Linked DNA regions of Mus musculus: region 2 is linked to region 1. Evidence: chromatin contacts called from public Hi-C data. All regions are on one chromosome and are shown on one strand. Each heading gives the region's core, a stretch centred on a gene start, on an enhancer-like site or on the middle of the called end of the contact. The rest is flanking DNA. Distances are from core to core; before and after follow the strand shown. Region 1 has its middle 17 kb from the start of Gm24638. Region 2 has its middle 220 kb from the start of Gm24638.

The links. A called contact is a pair of places that touch in the nucleus more often than the background predicts.
Region 2: a contact with region 1 is called in a Hi-C map of the N1E-115 cell line, with 1.9 times the contacts expected there. The contact joins two enhancer-like sites. A contact is called at or near these places in 4 of 484 Hi-C or Micro-C datasets (the N1E-115 cell line, adipose-derived mesenchymal stem cells, cerebellar granule neurons and 1 more).

What each region holds. Positions count from the first base shown.
Region 1 is chr9:101,407,459-101,413,374 of GRCm38.p6, reverse strand. No RefSeq gene overlaps it. Among named protein-coding and RNA genes, the nearest start is that of Gm24638, 17 kb to the right of the region's middle. Within about 2 kb of position 1,939, at least 11 of the 459 cell types and tissues checked have an H3K27ac peak or open chromatin away from gene starts, as enhancers often do. A contact at or near this core is called in the N1E-115 cell line, where this site is marked.
Region 2 is chr9:101,611,622-101,616,793 of GRCm38.p6, reverse strand. No RefSeq gene overlaps it. Among named protein-coding and RNA genes, the nearest start is that of Gm24638, 220 kb to the right of the region's middle. Within about 2 kb of position 3,128, at least 7 of the 459 cell types and tissues checked have an H3K27ac peak or open chromatin away from gene starts, as enhancers often do. A contact at or near this core is called in the N1E-115 cell line, where this site is marked.

The sequences.
Region 1 (5,916 bases), core at 690-3,189:
TATTTGGCTGCTTGCTCAGGTTTCTGTTCATTGGCCCATGTGATTTTTTAAACATCAGGTGGATTACATTCCTTTCAATTAATAAAGTTGGCACCAGGGCCTGCCTGTCACTATGGGTCCTTGTACACTCTCCTGATAAGTGTTCCCTTGCCCCCAGCATTGGCAGCCATGAGTCCCAAGACTTGTGTCTGTCCACAGCAATGACAGGCGAGAACAGCTGGCAGAGCACTTGTAGCCTTGCCCTTGGATGAGCCCTGTGGATGGCAAGCTCCCCACTCATGCTGTCCTTGCAGCAGCCTGACCCTCTGGGACCTCTACCCGAGCCACGCTTGACAAACAAGATGTTGCCGTTTCTGGCTATTTTTCTCTCCTCCCAGGTCCAGACTCGCTCTATGACAAAAATAAAATATCAAGTCCTTAACCACGCTTCAGTCACTGGACTCTGGTCTTTCTAAATGCCGTTCCTCGAGATTGTTTGATATGGGCTTTCTCTGTCGGTCATTCAACCTTCTTCATGGCTCAATGAGGGCCAGAATTCACCTGTGTTGTGCCTGGTGTTTTCCCATACCTGGCAAAGATAACTGTTTGTGGAGCAGACAAATTGCTTGCATAAGAGGAGACAGTCAAGCAAACAAACAAACAATAAAGCACAACATGAACAGTTGTTTTTATTTTCTAAGGCAAATATAAAGTTCTTTGGGAGGGTACCAAATGTCCAAGGGCAAGGCCCTGTGAAAATAGGACTGAGGTCTGGGAAGAAACAGCTCAACCACAGATCTTTAGGGCCACAGGACTAGCTACAATGTTCCTGTGTAGGTAGCAATGCTAAACACCAGCTGGAGGGCCAATGACTTGACTCCAGAGATAAGGATGCATGCTGTCAAGATCAGTATCAGCACTCGTACTGCATATAGGAAGGGGAGGAAGAAGAGGAGGAGGAAGCAGGAGAGAAGGAGGAGGAAGAGAAAGAGGAGGAAGAGGAAGAGGGGGAAGAGAAAGAGGAGGAATAGGAAGAGGAGGAAGAGGAAAAGGAAGGAGAGAAGGAGGGAGAGGAGGAAGAGGAGGGAGAGGAAGGAGAGAAGAGGAGGAAGAGGAGAAAGAGGAAGAGGGGAACATAAATCAAAAGGAATGAGAAAGTAAACTGGAGAAAACATTTTTTAAAAGAACAAAGAAATGGGAAAGAGGCATGGCACGGCTTGGCTTTCCAAATGTGACAGGCTGTAGAGTTGTCCAGGGTCACGCCTGGAGAGGCTCTCCTGAGAGGTGCTGGAGAGGGGGAAGGCCTCTGTCCCAGCTTCTAGTTATCACCCTCCTTCAGGCTTCCTTCAAAAGCACCCTGCTACCACAAACCTAAAATACCACTTCTCTATGAGGTGGGCTTGATGGTCAAAAGCTTCTTTGGAGTCCTCTCCACCCGGAAACAGGATCTCAAGTGATGCTGTTGGTCTTGTCCGACTCTGAGGAAGGGCATGGAAGGATTCGGAGGCCCAACAATTTACTGGCTGGTCTTCTGATTCAAGGGATTCTGCACTTCAAATTGCTTCAGTCCAAACTCTTTATGATTTTTCTGGGCTACTGGGAGGAGAGCGTATTGATTCTGTGTTTTGATAAGGTCAGCAATGATCAACTCTGACAGTCGGGTGGATGGTCTGTCCCCTTCCCCCTCCACTGGATATGGCTGCACATGCAGAAAAGGAGAGAGGGAAACAAAGGCGGTGGGGGGAGGAGTAGGCAATACCTTTTGTCTCCATGGTTCTGAAAACCTCTTTAAGCCCCATCAGCAAAAGTGGGCTCATCTGGGACTGCAGCCGAGGAGAAGCGTAAGGGCACACTTGATCTTTTCCGCGTGCGGGTTTCATTTCCCTTTCCCCTTGTGTGTTCCTGCCCTGCAGCTTACTCTCCTGATGGTGACTCATTTTCCTCCAAAGAACCAATTAAGTTCTTCGTAACATCAGCAGACTCGCGATGACACTGATTAACGTTCAGAACCTGTAGGACTGTCGAGATGGGGATGACGAGGAAAGCACAGAGAAGGCCCCTCTGAGGCTTCCCGCAGTTGATTTGAGCTTGATGAGAAAAGTGCTCAGATTTTTCTCGCTTAGCTATAGCCCAGGAGGGGATGCTGCCTGGAGCTGCCTCCCCAGAAAGAGACTGCCTCTCCCCGAGAATGCCAGGCAGTTTCCCAAAGCTGTTCTATCAGTCATGGGCTCACTCCCTGGAGGCTGTCAGGATTTGGATAGGAAGAGTCATCCCAGCCCTCAAGAGACTGGCCTGTTGACGATTTGATCCCCAGCTAGCGGTACTATTGGATGAAGAAGGCACTGACGTCATCATCGGGTTGAGCACTGACAAGTTTATGTTGAATGGGCTCTTGGGAGATGGGGCCCTATTAGAAGTAAGTCAGCGAGCATGCCTTTGAAGAATATGTTGTATGCCTGCCTTCAGCACAGAGCTTGAAAGATCACTGCGCTGAACTGCATCAAGCAGGAAGAGGAAGCATACCAAGGGTGTCCTTGGGACCCCTTCCTCTGATGCGCTCTTCCACATTTCTGCTCTAACACCGGCTTGAAAGCAATGGCGCATGGGCATTCCTTTTACCTTATTTATGTTGGATACTTTGTAACAGCAAAGAGAGGCTGATTAACACAGAGACCTCCCAGAAGATAGATAAATGTTGCCAAGTTTCTCTAGAAAGAAAACCTAGAACTTCCATCACATTCACCTTATGACTCGTACATAACCTAAGGGGAGTTATGAGTGTTCCACACAATCTTTTCAAAAGCCCCTTGGGGAAAATCAGTTTTCGGCAATGAATCCTCACTGAGTCTATTAACCTCATTATAGGGCAGGCCTGGTGCCAACACAATAAACTCAATGGTAATCTTGTAAATGTTTTGTTTCGTTTTGTTTTGTTTTGGCATTTTTGCCTTACTGGTCTTTTGATTGTTTTGGTTTTCATTTTTTGTGGTTTGTGGGGGTTTTATTGTTTCTTGGTTGTGTGTGTGTGTGTGTGTGTGTGTGTGTGTGTGTGTGTGTGTGTGTGTCTGTGTGTCTGTGTGTCTGTGTGTCTGTGTGTGTGTCTGTGTCTGTGTGTGTGTGTGTGTCTGTGTGTGTCTGTGTGTGTGTGTCTGTGTGTGTGTGTCTGTGTGTGTGTCTGTGTGTGTGCCTGTGTCTGTGTGTGTGTCTGTGTGTGTGTCTGTGTCTGTGTCTGTGTGTGTCTGTGTGTGTCTGTGTGTGTGTCTGTGTGTGTGTGTCTGTGTCTGTGTGTGTGTCTGTGTGTGTCTGTGTGTATGTGTGTGTGTCTGTGTGTATGTGTGTGTGTGTGTCTGTGTGTGTGTGTGTGTGTGTGTCTGTGTCTGTGTGTGTGTCTGTGTGTGTCTGTGTGTATGTGTGTGTGTGTGTGTGTGTCTGTGTCTGTGTGTGTGTGTGTCTGTGTGTGTCTGTGTGTGTGTGTGTGTGTGTGTCTGTGTGTGTGTGTCTGTGTGTGTGTGTGGTGCGCACGCCTGCATGAGTGTATGTGTTGCGTTGTTTCTCCTGAATTTGTTTTTGTTTTTGTTTTGTTTTGTTTTGAGAAAATGATTATAAAATTAAGTAGATAAGGAGGTGGGGAGAGTCTGGGAGAAATTGGGGCAGGAGGAAAAACATAACCAAAATACATTGTATGAAAAAAAAATTGAAGCCCCTTGCAATTCCTCAAGGATCCCAAATCACCTCCCATCTGGCAATTCCACTGAAGGTAACCTGAGACCCCAAGGCCTAGGAAAAAGACTAACGTCTTAAACAAATATATGTGACTTAGCCTAATGTTCCAGTGATCTGAAAACCTAGAAGACACCAAGCTGCCTGCCTAGCTATTTAATGGGCCTGCTAACCGATGAAAAGGGACATTAGTACCCACATCACAAGAAGCAAGTGTCCCTGTGTGGATGTCAGTTAGACACCAGCTGTATAACTCTGCTCAGATCCAAGTGTCATTGGATCTGAACCAGCCACAATGTATTCAAAGCCAATGACGGGCTTAGTTGAAAGGGCTCAAATCACACCATTAACCACAACAGATATCAAAGCTACCTCTGAGTGGAAGCCTAACTGCAGTGAAGAGTACTTCAGGCACAGAGTCTCATGGAACACACAGTCCTTCAGAGGACCTACATCTCCATCATTACAGATGAGTTTGATTTACACACCAGTAGAAAGGCAGCATAACTAAGGGCTCTCACAGACTAGTGAATCGGGTTTGATGAGCCCTCATTTACAAATGGTAGGAAAATCTCTGGCCTCCCTCTTTTAATGGTTTTCTTCTCTGAAAGATTGGTCTTATCGCCTTGAGTACTTGGATATCCTCCTCGTTGGCATGGATGGATAGATAGATAGATAGATAGATAGATAGATAGATAGATAGATAGATATAGATTCATTCTGCTCATCATGGTAATTCTGACAATATTGTTCTGATGCTTGTCAATGGTACTCATACTACCTTCTCTGACTCTGTGGTCATCCTGGCCCCTCTCCTCCTCCTAGCCTCCTAGAGCTTAGTCCCCTCAACCTCCAAACTATATCATAGAGTTGCCTGTACCACACACACAAAAAAAAAGCCACCATCTATTATAAAGAGTCCAGGCAAAATAGCGCTGCTTGAGCCCACTTGCCAACATTGCCAAACCTCAGCCCTTCTGAGTGGGAACCACCGAGATCTCCTCATTGTTCTGGCTGAAGCCTAATGTGGAGAAACCCAGGCTTTGAGAATTGGAAGCCTGCCCTTAACATCAGAGACTAGAACAGATCAAATGATCTGAGACTGAATCAAGGGACTGGAAAGCTAAAACCTTAACCTCAATTTCAGGATCACTTGGCCTGTCTGTCTGTCGGTCAGTCTATCTGTCCATTTGAATAACCTTGACTTATTATCAAAGTCCCTGATTAAAAAAATAAATAAATAAAAAATAAAACAGGAAAACTGGAACTGCAAAGAAGTCTTTATCTATGATATATTCACTTGAACTTCCTGACTGCTGGCTATTCCAGGAAGGCTATAACTTAGCCCTACATAATACCTCAGGCCTGACAAGCTCTCAGTGGATATGGGAAGGGGAGGGGGAGAGAAAGGAAGGGAAGGGAGAGAGAATGAGAGGGGAGGGGAGGGAAGGAAAGAGAAAGGGAGAGAAGGAAAGGAGGGGGGCATGGCTCTTTCACAATGTATTCCAAGCTGTTCTGATTAAAAGAGAACCACTATCAGTGCCTCTTTGTCCCCAGCAGAATAAAATCAAGCCAAGAATCATGTAGAATTATCAGGCGATCTACACTGATGGCCTCCCCTAAGCCTTGGGTATGCTCAGGTCCTCTAACCAGCCCAAGTTTCCCAGTACCTGGCACCCACACCCACCCTCCCAAACCCTTCTCCTCCTCTCATTCCTGCCCACAGCCAGTGCTGTCAAAAGCATTTCCAGGGGGCTGCTGCCTGTACCCAGAAGTCTCAGCGCAAGCTCAGGTACCGAAACAGCTCATCTCAAGACCCCTTGGGTGTGTGAACACCTCCTCATTGACCTTAGCCACCAGTAACCTGTCAAATAGTTATTTAGCAAATATCTTCCAGGCCCCCCAAATTAGACAAAGAACCAGAAATTAGCCAACAGGCACAAACATCACACTTGTGGGCCCCAGCTTCATTACTTTAAAATAGCAACTCCAGGCAGAACAGTCTGTGAGGTACAGCAGGTTAGGAAAGCCAGAGGATCAGCACGTCCGTTCCAAGTGGGCTCATTGGGGTAACGGATCCAGAGACTAAAAACATTTCTCTATCCGTTTACTGTTCAGCTTGTATTTAAAGGGAAAGCCCCCACATGGAATAGAGAGTGCTTGGGTTGTTTTAAGGGAATCTTCCTTTCTGTGACACCACGAGCCTGCTCTCCATTT
Region 2 (5,172 bases), core at 1,879-4,378, 200 kb before region 1:
TTTTTCAAACTTAACTTTCCTGGATCAAAGCTATACTATGTAAAGCATCCCCGTGGAGACTCGGGATGCTATAACCTGAGATCCACAATGGCATCTTCTCATCTGAATGACCTATGACAGCTTTCACTAACCAGTGCTGGAAAATGCCTCAGCCTATAGATTCCTAGTCCTGCTCTCAATCTCTCTGGTGGTAAGTGTGGGCTGGCTGCCTCAGATCTGGTTGCAGAGCATGCACAGGTGAAGTGGCTGCCTTTCCTGGCAGTCAGGAGGTGGAAGCTGTCACTGGATTCTGCTACCTCGGCCTCACACTGACAAACAGCACACTAATAGGCAAGGAACTAGACAGTTCTATCTAGGAACCCAGCATGTCTCCTGGCAGACCTGCTAGAAGGTTCTGGTTTCCAAATACGAAAGTTTTGTCAGAGCCAGAGGCTCAGCATCCCCTGCCTGGATGGACTCTCATGGTGCCCTATTCTTTTCAGAGAGCCTCCTTCCTTTCAGGCCACCTATATGCCATGTGTTGTGGGGTCAAGAATCCCCAAAGAAACACCATGGGAGACTGAGCTCTATCCCCAAAGATTGGGTCTTTTTGAGTTTCCACTAACATGGGGGACATCGTGAATCTAGTTTTAAAAGCAATGAAACCGAACCATATTCCAAAAGATGAAGTGCTTTGTCCCAAACTATCCCCTGAAGCAGTTGAACCTCATTTAAACTCAGATTTGTCCAGCTATAAATTCCTGACACTTTATACACCACCAAACAGCATCCCTTTAAAAGCTACCAGGCTCATGGTGCCTGTGTGTGTGTGGCGGGGGCGGGGGGGGGAACCCTGTGTGCCCTACCACTTCCTGGCCAAGAGCTGGGTTACCTTGCAGACCCCTCTCCCATCACTCAGTTTCATACCCAGAATGCAGACTGAGAGTTCCCCCCCCACACACATGTGTAGTGTGTGTGTGTGTGTGTGTGTGTGTGTGTGCGCGCGCGCGCGTGCGTGCGTGTGCGTGTGCCTGTGCCTGTGGAAGTCAGAAATCAACATCAGGTATCTTCCTTGATTTCTCCTCGTCTTTGAGACAGGGTCTCTCACTGAACATAAAACTTATCAATTTGGCTAGGTTGGCTGGCTGACCAGCAAGTTCCAGAGATCTGTCTGTCTCTACCTCCCTTGGACTGGAATTACAGGCATATATATATGCCACTGTGTCTGGCATCTTACCTGGGTGCTAGGGATTCAAACTCAGGTCTCCATGCTTTCACAGCAAACAACTGGGCCATCATCCCCAACACCCAAGGATTCTTAACATCCAGCAGAATGGATAAAACCTGTATCCAGAGAGCCTCCTTCTTTTGCTGGAGTCCAGAGTCAGACCCCCGCCCCTCACCCATCCCGGCCAGTCATCCCAGAAGAACCTCACTGAAAATCCTCCCTTGCTGCTCATACAAATTGTTTCTCCATGAGCTTGTAATAATGTGTCTTCCTCCCTCGTCTTGAACTTATCCAAACAGCCACAAATATCTCCATGCTTATGAAAATGAAATTATCCAGATGTCTCTGCAGATGTTACAAATAGCCAGCACAGTGCAGGGTAAATGCAAAGGAAATCTCTTCTCCCCACTTGGGATGAGTGTTTGCGAATGGGACTAGCAAAATATGACCAGGTGCATACCAATTCCTCATGAAGGTGACTTTATCCCCGTTATGAGAATTCTTCATTTAAAATCAATTTTGAAATCATAAATACTCAGATTTGGGATGCTGTCCTCCAGTGGTAAACAGAGATTAGTGCTTGATTGTTAATATTGCTGTTAATTTTACTTTAGATTTTAAAAATTGAGGAGTATGTTGAGGTATGGTAAAGATGGGAGGTAGAGGTGATTCTTTGGTGTTTCGTAGGGCAGAGTTAGCGATGAAAAGCAGGTTAGACTTGGGTATTTGGGAGCAGGGTTTGGGGGGTGTTGGGAGAGAAGAAGATAGGCAGATAGAGGCAAAGAGCTTCATGGAGAAGATGAAGCTACAGGGGATTCTGACAAGGACAGAGGACATTTGAAAGATGAAGGCAGTGGAGAAGGCCCTGGGCAAGTCCCCACTCAGGGCCAGGCAGTGGTGAGGCTCATGGGAAGAGGGTCACTGCACCACCTTAGCAGGAGGTGGAGGGAGCCCCTGGATGCCTGGCTGCGGATGCTTAGATTTTACCTTTGAAACAAGAGGGAGGAGTGAAGCAAGCAGAGGCCACAGAAGGAAAGGCAGGAGGGAATGAACTCATATGCATGTGACAAAGAGAAGTAAAACCTGGAAGACACCCGCCCATGCACTGGTCTGTCATTCTTAGAGCCAAGCTCTCACAGGGACGTTGAGGGCTCCACATGGCTGCTCTGGTCCAGGGATTAGGAGATGAACACATACCCTCAATCCCTCATCCAGATGCAGTTGGAGGAGGAGCCACAGAATTCACCGGGACCTCACATCCTTCCTGCCTGTGGTTGCTTCATCCCTGCTTTCCTGGGGCCAACCTGCAGGACCAGCTGAAGTTGCTTCCCTGCTCTGTGGCCTGGCTTCCCACTGCGATGATGCTGCCGCCTGCATTCATGAAGAGAGTCAGTGGCATCTCTTCAGGTCCTGCTGCTGTGTCCTTGAGCCTCCCGCAGCTCTAGCTCTTGGCTTGCCTTTCTGCAATCTGCCATGTGTAACAGCAACCCAGCAGCTGCCACCTCCCCACAGCTCTTCAGCCTCACATGGGATACCTCTCTAGGGCCAGCAGACAGGACTCAGAGCTGTTTGGAAAGGACCTGTGCACTGCCATGGGAGTGACTGTGTGCACCCTTGACCTCCAGGAGCCCCTGGCCCCTCAGATATTGCCAGGTAAATCCCATGCCACAAACTCAGGTAAACAAAGAGAATCTAATTTTTATGTTTCTAAAATAGCATTAGCACAGCTAATAGCATTAGTTTCTAAAATAGCTAATAGCATTAGCATTTTGAGATAGAAACAATCTTTGCCACTCCTCAGCAGGGCTCTAAGATAGCCTTAAATGGTGGCAGTGGGAAAAGTCTTCCTGTATCCTTGCTGGTGTTGGCTAATATCCACAAGGCCATCTGGTCTGGTACATGCAGATGGCTTCAGTCAATCCTCATTCCTGGCCTCAGGCCTCTTTGGTTCTAACGATGCTCTCAGCTTGTGCCCTGACCCTCTGAACACTAGACCGTACCAGGCTAAGAGATGCTCAGAAATCAGGTTCCTGCAGAAACCAGAAGCCATTTCTCCTAGGGAATCTGCCTGCCTCAACAAAACCCAGCCCAGCTATGGGGAACACCTTCTTTTTGCCTTGGATTGTCCTAATCTACCTTCCTGGGTGGAGATGCCAGAGTTCCATCTTTAAGCTACTCCTTTCTGGAGACCTGAGAAGCAGAGAGTGAACTAAAGTCAGGCCTGTAAGAGGTTTGTTGAAGTGGAGATACAATGGGACAAAAGCCTCGGGCAGCTGTGAAGATTTAATAAACTCTCCTCCAACTCATTCTGAAACTGCAAACCAACAGCTGTTCACAGGAAGAGTCCTACAAAGCGCACAAGAGCCGAGTCCCGGGACTCCAGTGGTGTTCCATCTGTGTTGGTGAGAGCTACCTAGAAATACAGGAGCCTGGGCACACCACTAGCTGTTGCCACAGACTATGGACCAACTGCACTTCCCCCGGCTGGATGGCAGGTTCTTTCTAGAAAAGGGAGGCCTGCAGCCTTCACAACCACACAGAGCCCTGCACACCTGCACACTCTTCACCCTTCCCTTGAGTTCCCACCCAACTCTTGATGGGATTTGCAGCAGGTCTGGCTTGTTTTCAATAGCTCCACCATGTCCTAAGTTCCTTCCAGACTCCTGGGAACTACACCTTTGAAATCCTATGTAATGTAGATCTTGTTTCTTTGTGTGTGTGTGTGTGTGTGTGTGTGTGTGTGTTATGAAACATCCACATTAGGAAATAACCTCATACCCGCCTTTACTGGCTGGGAAACGGGCCAGTCAGAGGGCCAGGGAACATCTCTGGCTCATTCTTCAGATATTACATCATCATTCGCCTTCATCATTCGCCTAGTAAATCTTTGTATCCCACAAGAGAAACATTACATGATATCCTTGTGACATCACCCTGCCAACTACCTTCATCCCTTCCAAGAAGGTGGACACTCTCCATCTCAGCCTTGGTCAGTGTTTGCCTCTGAGGTTGGACAGCCAGGTGTCTCTAAAGAGTGAGTGGTAGGATGGGGCATAGTGACTCTCTCCATCTTCCGGGCCGAGGTGCAGGGTTCCTCCAGCATGCTTTCTATTCTCCCAACACTGGCTTCTTCTGTGGGTGATCAGTAAGTAAGAAATGTTTTACAAAGTGCTTACCAAGGGCCAGGGACAACCTGAAGCTTCACAGCCACCCTATGAAATTAGTGCTACCGCTAACCCTGCTTGGAAGAAAGTTTTTTGTTTTTGTTTTTGTGTTTTGTTTTGTTTTGTTTTGTTTGCATTTTAGGTCTTTTCTTTTCTTTTTTTTTTTATTACGTATTTTCCTCAATTCCAATTCCAATGCTATCCCAAAAGTCCCCCATACCCTCCCCCCCCACTCCCCTACCCACCCACTCCCACTTTTTGGCCCTAGAGTTCCCCTGTACTGGGGCATATAAAGTTTGCGTGTCCAATGGGCCTCTCTTTCCAGTGATGGCTGACTAGGCCATCTTTTGATACATATGCAGCTAGAATCAAGAGCTCCGGGGTACTGGTTAGTTCATAATGTTGTTGCACCTACAGGGTTGCAGATCTCTTTAGCTCCTTGGATACTTTCTCTAGCTCCTCCATTGGGTTGCCCTGTGATCCATCCAATAGCTGACTGTGAGCATCCACTTATGTACATGGAGAAGTCAGGCCCCTTTCCTGAAGGCACACAGCCACTAAGGAGAAAAACCAAGACTCAAAGCCAGCATCTCTACCAAATCCGTGGGTCTAGAGTGACAAAACCTAAGCTGCCTCACTTCCAGGGACTTAACAAAGAGGGCCTGGAGAAATGACTTAGCACCTCGGAGCACTACTGCTCTGATAGGGACCACATCAGGCAGCTAACAAGGACTTGTAACTGTGGTTTCATTGGTCCTAATGCCCTCTTCTGGCCTCTGAGGGCATTGCATGCATGTGGCA